Regions from separate parts of the Gossypium arboreum genome. Here region 2 is linked to region 1. A link is a contact called in public Hi-C data. All regions are on one chromosome and are shown on one strand. The core of a region is the stretch at or near the end of the contact, and the rest is flanking DNA. Distances in the headings are between cores, read along the strand shown. Region 1 has its middle 15 kb from the start of LOC108460675. Region 2 holds the start of LOC108466460 (probable trehalose-phosphate phosphatase J).

Region 1 (3,202 bases), core at 448-2,947:
ACTTTCCCTTAGATTCTATCTAAAGCATCTTATATAAGATGGGCAAAAAAAGTAGTGTGAATGGAATGGAAGTTGCATCCTCCCAAAGTTATTCAACAATTCCTTAAGATGATGAAGAAAAAGTTCTATTATAGCCAAAGTTTAATTAATGTTTCATTTCCCCACCTCTAAAGGTTTTAAGCCACGCGATTTTAAAGGATTCTTTAACAACTTTATGATAAGTTAAGTTTATAATTTCATATGACTTTATTAGGATGTAAAATTATCGATGAGAATCTTAAAATATAATTACGTTTGATTTAATTATATGATATTATTATCGATGCTGAGATTCAGTAATGTGGGGATGACCTCAACACCACATGTTTGTTGGTAATGTGACTATTCTTAATGACTTCGATCTATTTTCTGTAAAATCAATACAAAAATTCAAGAAATTAATATAATTTAATGAATTAATTTCTCTATTTTTCAATATATTTTTCAAGTAACAATTCAATCATATTTATTTACTTATTGTAAATAAGTTTTGTTTATTATTATTATTAGTTTGAAGAAACTCAACGTTTATTTTATTATATTATATTTTATAGATTACGTTATCTTTTTAATTAATTAGTATTAATGAATAAATATTTATTTGTTACATTAGCAATGGAGAGTTTTAACTCCATAAGTGGGTTAAGATTTTGTAATGTGTCTTTAAATTATATTTAAAATTTTTAAATTAAATTAATAAATAGTTTTTGGACGGATTTTAGTTGTATATTTTATGAGAGCTAAAATTGCAATTTCACAATTTTAATGGTTTATATTTTTATAATTTTTAAAGAACTAAATCAAAATTTTATCTTTTTTAGGGGGTCAAAATACAATTTCACTATGTACTAATTTAAAATTTTACAAAATTTATAAAGCAAAAACTAATTTTCCATTTTAAGGGGAATCGAGGCCGTTGCCAACCCTTCTCTAGCACTACCCTAAAGACATTGTGGCAAAATATCAACCCTGCTTATAGAATAGAAACTTTCCACCATCTTTGTATCAAATAATTACTGTTGGACTATGTTTAGATTGGGAGTGAAAGGAAAAAAAGGAAGGAAAGGAAAATCTTTTCTCTCTTTTTTTTCCTATGTTAATAAATTCATATTACTATAATTGCTTTTTCATTATTTAATTATACATTAGTTTAAAAATTTAACATTTTACATATTATTATTATTTTTAAAAATTTCCTTTATTTCCAAAGCTAAGTTTCACTCTCATCATAATTTAATAATTTTCTTTTTCTAATCTTTGTTTATAATTAAAAATAATTTAATAAAACGTATATTTAAATAATCTTATATTCCGTTAATCAAATATTAAAATATTATATTTTAATCCAATAAACCAGAATAACATAAATATATTAATTAATCTAAATAAAAGTAATCAAACATTCCCCATCAAAATACCTCTAAAGAATACTCAAACCAATTAAGAAAAGTGGGGCTAGTTTTTTTAACACCATGGATTGTAATGAATGCTTTTATCAAAATTCCACAAGTATCTAAAGTGAAGAGAGACCAAACATTACATGATACCCAAAAAGCAAAAAAAAAAAAAAAAAGGACCATGGAAATGATCTGTGGAATGATGTCCTGCAAAGGAAACAAAACAAAAGTGATGGGCTTTTTACATGTGATGCACAGCTAAATTTGTTGTGTTTGAAGTTGAAACCATCAACCAACCCAACCACCTATTTTGTCTTTACTATGTGGGAGTTGGTGTGGTTGGAGAAAATAAATTAGTTGGGTCACTTTTGCTATTACTAGGATTGTTCATTTTGCCAAGTAATTGGTTTGTGTTATAGATCAATGATTGGTTATGATACACATGTAACACTAATTCCTAATCATTATTATTTATTGAGGTGTTTTTATCTCCACATTTGTTTAAATATTTCAGGGTCAATTACACTCAACGTCATTAAATTATTAGTAAATTTATATTTTAGTCACTCAACTTAAAAAATTATAAAATAGTCATTGAACGATTTGAACATTAGACTATTAAAATCGTTGTTGTATGGCCTTCTTTGTCTGCACTGCCTACACCAGTCGAAAGCTCTCTTTCTCCTTCTATTTTATAATTTAATTTTTTTTTATGAAACAACTTTGAACATCACGAACCTGCGAACTAAGATCCAAATAGTTTTTTTCATCTGATCTTCGACATTGATAGTCAAGTTGACTTGGATCTAAGGTATGTTCTTCTACTTGTCGACCAGTATTGATCCAGTGTATTAATTGTCAAATCGTCTCTTGAAGCTTACTAGCCGGACTTTAGGAAAAGAAAAAAAAAGCTTAAAAACAGAGTGACTTAAATAAAAACTTTTGAACAGTTCAGTAACTTAAATGAAATCTTCAAATAGTTCAATGACCATTTTGTAATTTTTTGAAGTTGAATGACCAAAACATAAGCTTACTAATAATTTAGTGACCTTATGTGTAATTTATCCAATATTTTATACTTAAAAGTTGATGGAGTAAATATGTAAAAAGGAATTAGAATAAGTTAGTAACTATTAGAATTTTATTGCATAAAAAAAATGTTTTCTAATTGGTTATCGATACACGTAAGGACTCAATTCAAGATTAATGTCAACTAAAGAGTTAAGCATTTTACCTGTAATTCAATCGACAACTGGTATGTTGGTGCTTGTTTTTTGAATTTTGACTTGTTGTATAAGTGATGATAGTGAGCACATGCTTGAGGATGATGATGATTTTTTTTTTTTGATAGTTGTTCAAAAATTAAATTTAGATTTAACGATAAACGAATACTTGAATAAAGTTATTTGTGGCTTCACTTGTGATTCAATCAAAATATATTATGTCAGATGTTTCTATTTGGGTTTAAAATTATCAAATTCATTATAAGTGTGGACTTATGTTTTGGGCCAGCCCTGCTCTCCTCATTGTTTTCAAGTCATTGAAGTGTAATTTTACACACCTGAAGCCCCAAAATTTCTTATCGACTAATATCAATCCTATTATGCGTAAAGCCCAAAACTCTGAATAATTTGGTAAAAACATTTTTCTAGTCCCTTTCAATTTTGATATTAAACAAATTGGTCCCTTTAAATATAGTAAAACTTAACCTTAAATTAATCTGAAGTCCCAAAACTTCAGTCTTTGCCAATAGTTGCACTTTAAAC
Region 2 (3,202 bases), core at 226-2,725, 69 kb after region 1:
ATGCCAAAGTACTGGCCTATAAATGAGGGTTAGGTTTATAGTAAATATATCAATTTTTACAAGTTACCCCCAATGAATTAACATATAATTGAATAAAAATTCATGTAAATTTAAAGCAAAATTTTCATAATCCTTTATAGAAAAAAAATTGAGGAAATTGACTTTTATCAACTTTGAAAGGGCAGAAATATATTTATCATTCAGTGTACTGTTTTCGCAGCTGGTTTTGCTTAACAGGGTGGGTTTTGTCTTTAAGTTGTTAGTTTTGCATTTGCATACAAGGGGCATTGAAATAGCAAATGCCCCTCCAATCATGTAATTTATATATATTTATAATCATACATCATAAATTTATTATATGTTTATAAAAAAACTTTGATGTCCCTTAAACAAAATTTTAAAATTTTCTCGATTTTAAATTTAATTATGACTTAATTACGGCATATTATAAGTTTAGGGATGATAATAAGGTGTCTTTCTTGAAATATTCATTTCTCGATCTCAATTCAACTTAAAATTAGATATTAATTTACTTAACTTGAAAAATTAAAGATATGCCTAATTTTAACCTGACTTGATATATCAAATCTTTTAAATTCTCAAATATTTTCATCACAATGAAAGAATATTTATTAAATTTTTATTAATTCTTTTCTAGGTATATTAGATTAAATATTAATATATATTTTTATGTACTTCATGTTTATTTTACGGTTTATGTTTAGGATTTGTTTTCAACTCTCCTTCTCAACATTGTCATCTTCAACGTTAAAATTTTTGTTTTCTCATAAAGAATGGAATCTGCCTCACCACTTTGCCCAATATTTATTTGTCATTATCATATATTTTAAACTAATATTATATAAAAGTATTTTGGTAATTATCATAGGATGAGAATAGATGAATTTTTTTTTAAACTCGATTCAATCTTAATTTGTCTAATCCCACCTTGAAGCTTAATTTCAAAAAAAAATGTTTAGCATTATCAAATCAAATCGAATCAAGTCGAAATAGATATAATATTTTTTTCAATCCCTAACACACTCTCTCTCCTACTCCCGAGGAAAAAAATGAAGAATTTTCACGGTAAAGCCCCATAATTTCAATTTTAACATTTCAAGACAAGTTGGTGGCTGGTGGATCCAAAATCCACCCAAATAGGATCCAATTAAAACAAAATTTGTAAAATACAGCTCCCATAATCCAGTGGGTCTAACATGTGACTTGGTTATCCACGTGTCAGAAACCCACATCATGTGTACATCCTAACCAATGTCTTCCACGTGGCTTGACCACTAGCAGCCAATTAAAAAAAAGCAGCTTAATTACCTTCCTCAAAAAAAACAAAACAAAAAAAAAACAGCTCTCTCCCAGTAATATGGGCCCCAAAATCAACAACTAGGATGGGTCCCACACTTTTGTAAGAGTTTCGTTGTCGTCCGTTTATGTCTGGTTTTTTTTTTTTTTGGCTTATAAAAACGAGCTTCAACTCCTCCATGTCTCACTCACATACATTCCCTTCACTCTTCCTCTCTTCCATATATTTTCCCTTCATTTCTTCCTTGTTTTTCACGAATCTTTGGGTTCTTCTTTTTTTGTTGTTTCAGTTCCTTAATCTTTGGGTTTCAAAGAAAAAAAAAGGAAAAAAAAAAACAGAGTACTCTGTAAATTCCTCTGGTTGGAATTTTGAACTCTCTCCTCTTACATTAACATTAACAACCAAACACTTGTTGGGTTTTGAGATTTTCTTTTAACTACCTTAATTTCCAAAAATGGGTAAGTTCTGGTTTTTTTTTTTTTTGTGGTTGGGAGTGGGAAAACAAAAAACAAAACCTGTGTGCTTCGGTTTTTAAGGCATCTTACCTTTACTAAAAATGTTTTAAATGTTGGGTTTGTTCTTATTTATTGCAGTGAGTTTCATTGAAGAAAGACCAAAGAACATCGCCGCCGGTCAAAACATGGTCTCTGATCCAAAATCAGCACAGAAACCACCGGCACCACCTGGTTTTATCTCCATTTCCAGAAAGAAATTGCTTCAAAACCTTGAAATCAATGCCGGAGCCAGAGTTAATTCATGGGTCGATTCCATGAGAGCTTCTTCTCCAACTCATATGAAATCAGCACCGTCCACTGCTGATGATCAAGGTTCCTGGAATGTAAGTTCAAATGGGTTTTCTTTTTCTTTTCTTTTTCCTTTCATAAAGATTCTGATTTTCTTTTTCCTTTTTGGATTAAATTGTTCAGCTAAACCATCCATCAGCACTAGATATGTTCGAACAGATAATCGATGCATCAAAAGGGAAACAAATCGTAATGTTTCTTGATTACGATGGCACTCTTTCACCAATCGTAGCCGATCCAGATCGGGCTTTCATGTCTAAGAAGGTTAGCTGTTTGTTAATATGACACAGTGACTACTTTCTCTGTGCTGTTTTTAAAATGGATTTCCCATGTTTTTTTTTTTTTTTTTAACACCAGATGAGAAAGACAGTGAGAAAGCTAGCCAAATGTTTCCCTACAGCTATAGTGAGTGGCAGATGCAGGGACAAGGTGTATAATTTTGTCAAATTAGCTGAGCTATACTATGCTGGAAGCCATGGCATGGACATTAAAGGCCCTGAAAAATGTTCCAAATCTAACAAAGTGAGTCAAGTCGTACACGTTATTGCATGAACCAATTGCGTTAAACTCGAAACCAACCACATTTTTTTGACCTGGCTTTGTTACTCTTACAGGATACTGAATCTGTTCTTTTCCAACCAGCTAGTGAATTTCTTCCCATGATTGATGAGGTTTATACACAGTTGGTTGAAACTACAAAATCAACACCAGGTGCTAAAGTGGAGAACAACAAGTTTTGTCTCTCAGTACACTTTCGTTGTGTTGATGAAAAGGTAATAAAAGAAAAACTGCAAATCACAAATCATCGAACTTTATTACCACAATCTGATTGTTTGCTGTGTTTTAAAATACAGAAATGGAGTGAATTGGCACAACAAGTGAAGTCTGTTTTAAAAGACTACCCCAAGCTTCGGCTAACTCAAGGCCGAAAGGTGAGCCATTTGGAGTTAACCGAGTACAAGTTCATACACGTCTGTCAATGAATTACGAAACTGATATCTTATATTTGTTTCTCGTAACATGCAGGTTTTGGAAATCCGTCCTACAATAAAATGGGACAAAGGGAAAGCCCTTGAATTTT

What was found. A called contact is a pair of places that touch in the nucleus more often than the background predicts.
Region 2: a contact with region 1 is called in a Hi-C map of leaf, with 3 times the contacts expected there. The contact joins the promoter of LOC108466460 here to the enhancer-like site in region 1. A contact is called at or near these places in 2 of 5 Hi-C or Micro-C datasets (both in leaf).

The regions. Positions count from the first base shown.
Region 1 is chr2:4,953,499-4,956,700 of ASM2569848v2, forward strand. No RefSeq gene overlaps it. Among protein-coding and RNA genes, the nearest start is that of LOC108460675, 15 kb to the left of the region's middle. Within about 2 kb of position 1,698, at least 1 of the 2 cell types and tissues checked has an H3K27ac peak or open chromatin away from gene starts, as enhancers often do. A contact at or near this core is called in leaf, where this site is marked.
Region 2 is chr2:5,023,191-5,026,392 of ASM2569848v2, forward strand. It overlaps LOC108466460 (probable trehalose-phosphate phosphatase J), which reads left to right and starts at 1,476. Exons shown (of 10, transcript XM_053023871.1): 1 at 1,476-1,776; 2 at 1,912-2,156; 3 at 2,245-2,385; 4 at 2,479-2,643; 5 at 2,736-2,894; 6 at 2,976-3,053; 7 at 3,148-3,202. The coding sequence starts at 1,773.